Linked DNA regions of Sus scrofa: region 2 is linked to region 1. The links are chromatin contacts, called in public HiChIP or PLAC-seq maps. All regions are on one chromosome and are shown on one strand. The core of a region is the stretch at or near the end of the contact, and the rest is flanking DNA. Distances in the headings are between cores, read along the strand shown. Region 1 has its middle 39 kb from the start of SUB1. Region 2 overlaps LOC102162488 (a long non-coding RNA gene).

Evidence for each region. HiChIP or PLAC-seq counts read pairs in DNA pulled down with a chosen protein or histone mark.
Region 2: a contact with region 1 is called in an H3K27ac HiChIP or PLAC-seq map of alveolar macrophages. The contact joins two enhancer-like sites. A contact is called at or near these places in 2 of 2 datasets of contacts at active chromatin or transcription factors (alveolar macrophages and skeletal muscle).

What each region holds. Positions count from the first base shown.
Region 1 is chr16:18,717,943-18,720,856 of Sscrofa11.1, reverse strand. No RefSeq gene overlaps it. Among named protein-coding and RNA genes, the nearest start is that of SUB1, 39 kb to the left of the region's middle. Within about 2 kb of position 1,391, at least 12 of the 83 cell types and tissues checked have an H3K27ac peak or open chromatin away from gene starts, as enhancers often do. A contact at or near this core is called in alveolar macrophages, where this site is marked.
Region 2 is chr16:19,280,718-19,283,631 of Sscrofa11.1, reverse strand. All of the region lies in intron 1 of LOC102162488 (a long non-coding RNA gene), which reads left to right. Among named protein-coding and RNA genes, the nearest start is that of TARS, 170 kb to the left of the region's middle. Within about 2 kb of position 1,466, at least 1 of the 83 cell types and tissues checked has an H3K27ac peak or open chromatin away from gene starts, as enhancers often do. A contact at or near this core is called in alveolar macrophages, where this site is marked.

The DNA.
Region 1 (2,914 bases), core at 142-2,641:
ATATTGGGGGAGGCCAAATGGTCTGTTTCAGGAGTTCTGCAGATAGATTACGTGAGCATCCAAGCTAAAATCAAGGAGGGGTCAGCATCTCAGTACAATAGCCTATAGTCAATCCTACTGATGGCATTTAACTCAGTCCAGATGGCTCCTGGGCTGCTGCTTTATGATTTGGGGGCGGGGAGGGGGGGTAGCAGCAGAACTTTATATAAGAAAGACATCAGGGGTGGTACCCTTCCCGATTACGTAGTCTAGGGCATCTCTTTGGAACGTTAGTGTTCTAGGCACACACTTTGAAACTATGGCTTTGCTCTAAAAGAAAGCAAGGAGTTCCTATTGTGGCTCAGCGGAAACGAATCCGACTAGGAACCATGAGGTTGCGGGTTTGATCCCTGGCCTTGCTCAGTAGGTGGAGGGTCCGGCATTGCCATGAGCTGCGGTGTAGGTCACAGATGAGGTTCGGATCTGGCGTTTTGGTGGCTGTGGCGTAGGCCAGTGGCTACAGCTCTGATTTGACCCCTAGCCTGGGAACCTCCATATGCCAACCTCCATATGTGGCGCTAAAGACAAAAAGACCAAAAAAATAAATAAATAAAATAAAATAAAATAAAGCAAAACCATACTGCCAGACACAAATTCTTGGGGATTCCCAAGCCTGCTGAGTTTATTTCTCGGGTAAGAAACCCCTAGCCCTTGGTAAAGAAGCTGGATGGGTCCCATTTCTGCACTCAGTGCTTGGTCTATTTTAGAGTCACTCACTGCAGGGGAAACAGAAGCTCGAGCACTCCGCTCAGCAAGGGAGAAGCCATTTTCAATTACACTGCGCAGCTCAGGGTGCTGTCTGGGACCGGAGGAATGCTGGTTGCCATGGCACTGCTTTAAATTATGTCTATGCTGACACACCGTCACATGCTGTTCTCATACACTGGGGCCACATCTATCTCTTCCTGCTGTTTGTTGATTGATGCTTGAGCTCTGCACTAGGAATAGAGACATATGTGCAAGAAAAGCAAATCCATGTGGTTGTCACACCTTCTCCCTAAACAATATATAAGATACCAGGGATTGGAAATATTTGAACTAGGAAACAAGAGATCCAGGTTCTGCTCACTGTTTTCCATGCTGTGGCACTGGGTAAATCCTTTAGTCTCTTGGTGACTTTGGATTCCTTACCCGAACAATGAAAGAGACAGAGTGGCACGTCTCCTAGGTCCCTTCCTGATGTAACTGGCTCTGATTGCTGCGTGCTATTTTGAAGCCGCAGAGATGAGCAAGGTTCTGCCGAAGATGAACATCAGAGCTCAAGTGAGGCAATTCCTGTAAGTTGTTGCACAGTCCTCCCCATGCTGTTTCTGAAACTCCCTTCCCTCACCGCTGGGTTGCTAGGGATTTATTTTGAGTCAATTCCCTGGCAAGGTGCCATTCGCCAAAAGGTCACTTCTAAGGTACTAAGGGGACTGTTTTCAGGTTGGGTTGAGTCATTATTTCTTCTCAGGATAGTCCCTGGTTCTATGCTCAGGACTCTGGTTCTCCAAATTGTTAGCACCCCACCCTCAAATAAAGTCAATTCTAAAACTAGAGAAAAAGGAGTTCCCCCTGTGGTGCAGTGGGATCAGCGGCATCTTGGGAGCTCCAGGACGAAGGTAAGGTACGATCCTTAGGCCGGCAGCCGGGTTAAAAATCCAGTGTTGCCACAGTCATGGCATAGGTCCAAACTGCAGCTCGAATCTGATCTCTGGCCTGGGAACTCCATATACTTAGGGGCGGTAGAAGGAAAAGACGAAGGAGGGGGAGAAGCACAAGAAGGAGGAGGAGGAGAATAGAAGAAGAGGAAGAAGAAAAAGAAGACTAGAGAAAGATAGGCATGGGAGCTAGCCTTTGGACCTGTTTTACAGAGCATCATTGCATGGGACTGAGCAAACTGTGAGGAAGGAGCTTTGGTGCTTGTCTAATCAGGGTGCAGCTGGTTGCACTGTGTGTGACACGAATTAGGTCATCTTTACATTTCTGCTGACACTGTCCTGACCCCTACCCCTACATTTCTGCTGATTGCAGGAAGAGGGCCCCCCAACTTCAAAGTCTCCTCCCTACCTCACCTCAATCATTTCTGGGAATCCCCAGAGGGTGTCTCACATATACCCATGAAACAAAAATATGAGCTGGGAAACAAGGATAACAACAGGAAAAGGGTGCCTTGGCATAAACCAGGGCCACACATGTCATGGGAAAAAATCTAGGGCCTCCATAACAACCACCATCTTAATAACAAGGATTCAGAACCTTAGTTTGCCTGACAAGAGGGGAGAGAAAACTCTAGGCAGATTTCACAAACTCCAGGCAAAGACAGTATGTCTCAGAGCAGTGGCCCCCAGACTAGGGTTTTCAGAAACTTGCATCAGCCTCTGGAGTTCCTTTTGTGGCTTAGCCATAATGAACACAACTAGTATTCATGAGGATGGGAGTTCAATCCCTGGCCTCGCTCAGTGGGTTAAGGATCCAGCATTGCCTTGAGCTGTGGTGTAGGCTGGCAGCTATAGTTCTGACTGGACCTCTAACCTGGAAACTTTCATATGCCACAGGTATGGCCCTAAGAAGCAAAAAAAAAAAAAAAAGGTCCATCAGCCTCATCTGGGAAAATTTGATATAAAAAAAATGACTCTATGTCTACCCTAGAGAGGATGATTCAGCAGAGCCTAGTGAGGTATATTAAAACAAATACTGGAGTTCCCATCATGGCGCAGTAGAAACGAATCCGACTGGGAACCATGAGGTTGTAGGTTTGATCCCTGGCCTTGCTAAGTGGATTACGGATCCGGAGTTGCCGTGAGCTGTGGTATAGGTTGTAGACAAGGCTCAGATCTGGCATTGCTGTGGCTGTGGTGTAGGCCGGCAGCTGTAGCTCCAATTAGACCCCTAA
Region 2 (2,914 bases), core at 217-2,716, 560 kb before region 1:
AGCTGAGTGACAGGGGGTTAGTGATTATTATTATTATTTTTAAGTTTCTGTTTAGAGACATCCTGCTGAGATGTGCACAAAAGAGAGGTCTGGCGCATCATTGTAGTTGTGTTCCAGCTTTCAGAATGCAGAATATACTCCTGAATCTAATTAGATATGAGTTCAAAATAATTTCCTTCTCCAAAGTGGCACAGTGGAAAGAATCTGACTAGGAACCATAAGGTTGCGGGTTTGGTCCCTGGGACTTTCTTAGTGGGTTAAGGACCCAGTGTTGCCATGAGCTGTGGCGTAGGTCTCAGACGCGGCTCAGATCTGGTGTTGCTGCGGCTGTGGCATAGGCCGGCAGCTGTAGCTCCAATTCGGCCCCTAGCCTGGGAACCTCCATGTGCTACAAGTGTGGCCCTAAAAAGACAAAAAAAAAAGAAAGAAAGACTTTCCTTCCCCAAATTGAGTTTTGTATATATATTTGAGTGTATATTTATTTGGGTTAGCTGATAGGACCAGCCAACCTACAGGCTCAAACTGTAATTTACACTCTGGTGAAGAGAGGCAGCTTTGTAAAACTCAGACCTCTTCTAAATACTATATGATCCTGGCTCTAATTGGCCAGCTCCTCCTCAGGTAACACTGTACCATCTGCACTGGTTTATGCAGACAAAGTCTGCAGCCTGGACATCTTGGTGTGTGACTCCTTTCTCCAACCCTCACCTTGAGGACTAGATAGAAGAACCCACCTACCACAGAGGCCTTGTGAAGAAGGGTTTGTTATCTGTTGATTCAAGGTGATGAGGAAGAGGTACTGTTTGTTCTGAAATAGCAGCCAGAAGCAAAGGAAAGAGCTGCAGGGAGAAGCATTTTCCAGGAAGGTTATCCTAGGTCAAATGCCACTGGGGATGTAACATGAAGAGGAAAAGCTAGAACAGATCAAAAGAGACCTAGATCTAATCCCACCTTCTAGTAGAGTAACACAATGATTGCATAGGTCATTTAGACCCAGTGTCTCCTAAGAAATTCAGCCTGTGGAGAATAATAATGGTAAAAATTACATAATGCGTATCTCTAGGCAGGCACTGAGTGTTTTACATTTATCTTAAAAATTATCTCAGTTAATTCTCCCAAGGAGTCCTGGAAACTTTTTTTTTGTAATGAATACTACGTTTTAATGTTTTACAATGAAACAATAAAAGGGGAATATAATTTTGTTAAATTGTATATTTTGAATACTTGAATTACAAGAAAATTTTTATTGTTCAATAAGATATAATATGCCTATTATCATAACAATATTATTTTCCTCTTCTTTTTTTAAAATTTTTTATCTTACAATTCTAAAATGTGCCACAATGAGATATCACCGTATACATGTCAGAATGACTATCATAAAGAAGAAATAACAAGTGTTGGTGAGGATGTGACGAAAAGGGAACCTTGTACCCTGTTGGTAGGACTGTAAATTGAAGCAGCCATTATGGAAAACTGTGGAGGTTCCTCAAAAAATTAAAAAGGGAACTACCATAGTATCTGGCAGTTACACTTCTGGGTATTTATCCAAAGAAAATGGAAACACTAATTAGGAAAGATATATGCATCCCATATACACTGCAGCATTATTTACAGTAGCCAAGATGAAGGCAACTTAAATGCCTATCAACAGATAAATGGATAAAGAAGATGAGGTATACACACATACACACACACTCATGTACACTATTCAATGGAATATTTCTCAACCATAAAAAAGAATGAAATTTTGCCATTTGTGGCAACATGGATGGACATGGAGGGCATTATGCTTAGTGAAACAAGTCAGACAGAGAAAGACAAATACTGTATGTTTTCACTTGTGTATGGAATCTAAAGAACAAAACAAATGATTATAGAGAACAAACTAGTGGTCACCAGAGGGGAGGGAGTTAGAGGGCGGGGAGTGAAATAGGTGAAAGGGATTGAGACGTACAAACTTCCAGTTACAAAATAGATAAGTCACAGGAATGAAATGTACAGCACAGGGAATATAGCTACTATTTTGTAATAACTATATATTGTGTAATTTATAAAAATATTAAATCCTTTTTTGGTGCACCTAAACTAATAAAATATTGTAAGTCAATTATACTGCAATAAATAAAAATAAAATGCACCCTTAAATTCCTGCTCTGTTGTGTCTATGCCCTATACGATCCCTCCATAGACACTTGAGTTTGAAGAGAACTAATAAATATGAAGGCTATCATTCTGTGATTACTTTAAAAGTTGAAAGAATTTTGTAGATGTGATTAAGGCCCCTAATTAGTTGGCTCTAAGTTAATCAAAGGAGATTATCCTAGGGTGACTCAATCAGGTGATCCCTTAAAAGGGACTGGGACCACCCTAAAAGAAGAAATTCAGCTGTAAGAGGGATTCTCTCACTGACCTTGATCTAGCAGGCTACCATGTTATGGAGAAGGCCACAAAGCAGGGGACAGCAGGCAGCCTCTCGAAGCTGAGAATGGCCCCTTGATTTACAGTCAACAGGAAAGTGAAACCTTAGTCATACAATCCCAAGAAATGACCCAAAGTACCTTAGAAGCAGACCTTTGCCTAATCAAGACCCCCTGATATAGATGTACTTAGCTGACATTTTGATTTCAGCCTTGTGAAACTCCGAGCATGGTATATATAGGCACTGAAATGTGCCTGACTTCTGATCCACAGAAACCATGAGACCATACATACATTCGTGTCCATAGAAACGCTAAGTTTGTGGTAATCTCTTATACAGCAATAGAAAACTAATACACCTATGTATTATTTCCTTCATTTTACTACTGGAAGACTGAGGTACAAAGAAGTAGACTAACTTGCCTAAGGTTACAAAGTAGAACTTGGATTTGAACCTTGATTTCTGCTCCAAAGTATGTATATTTAATCAGGG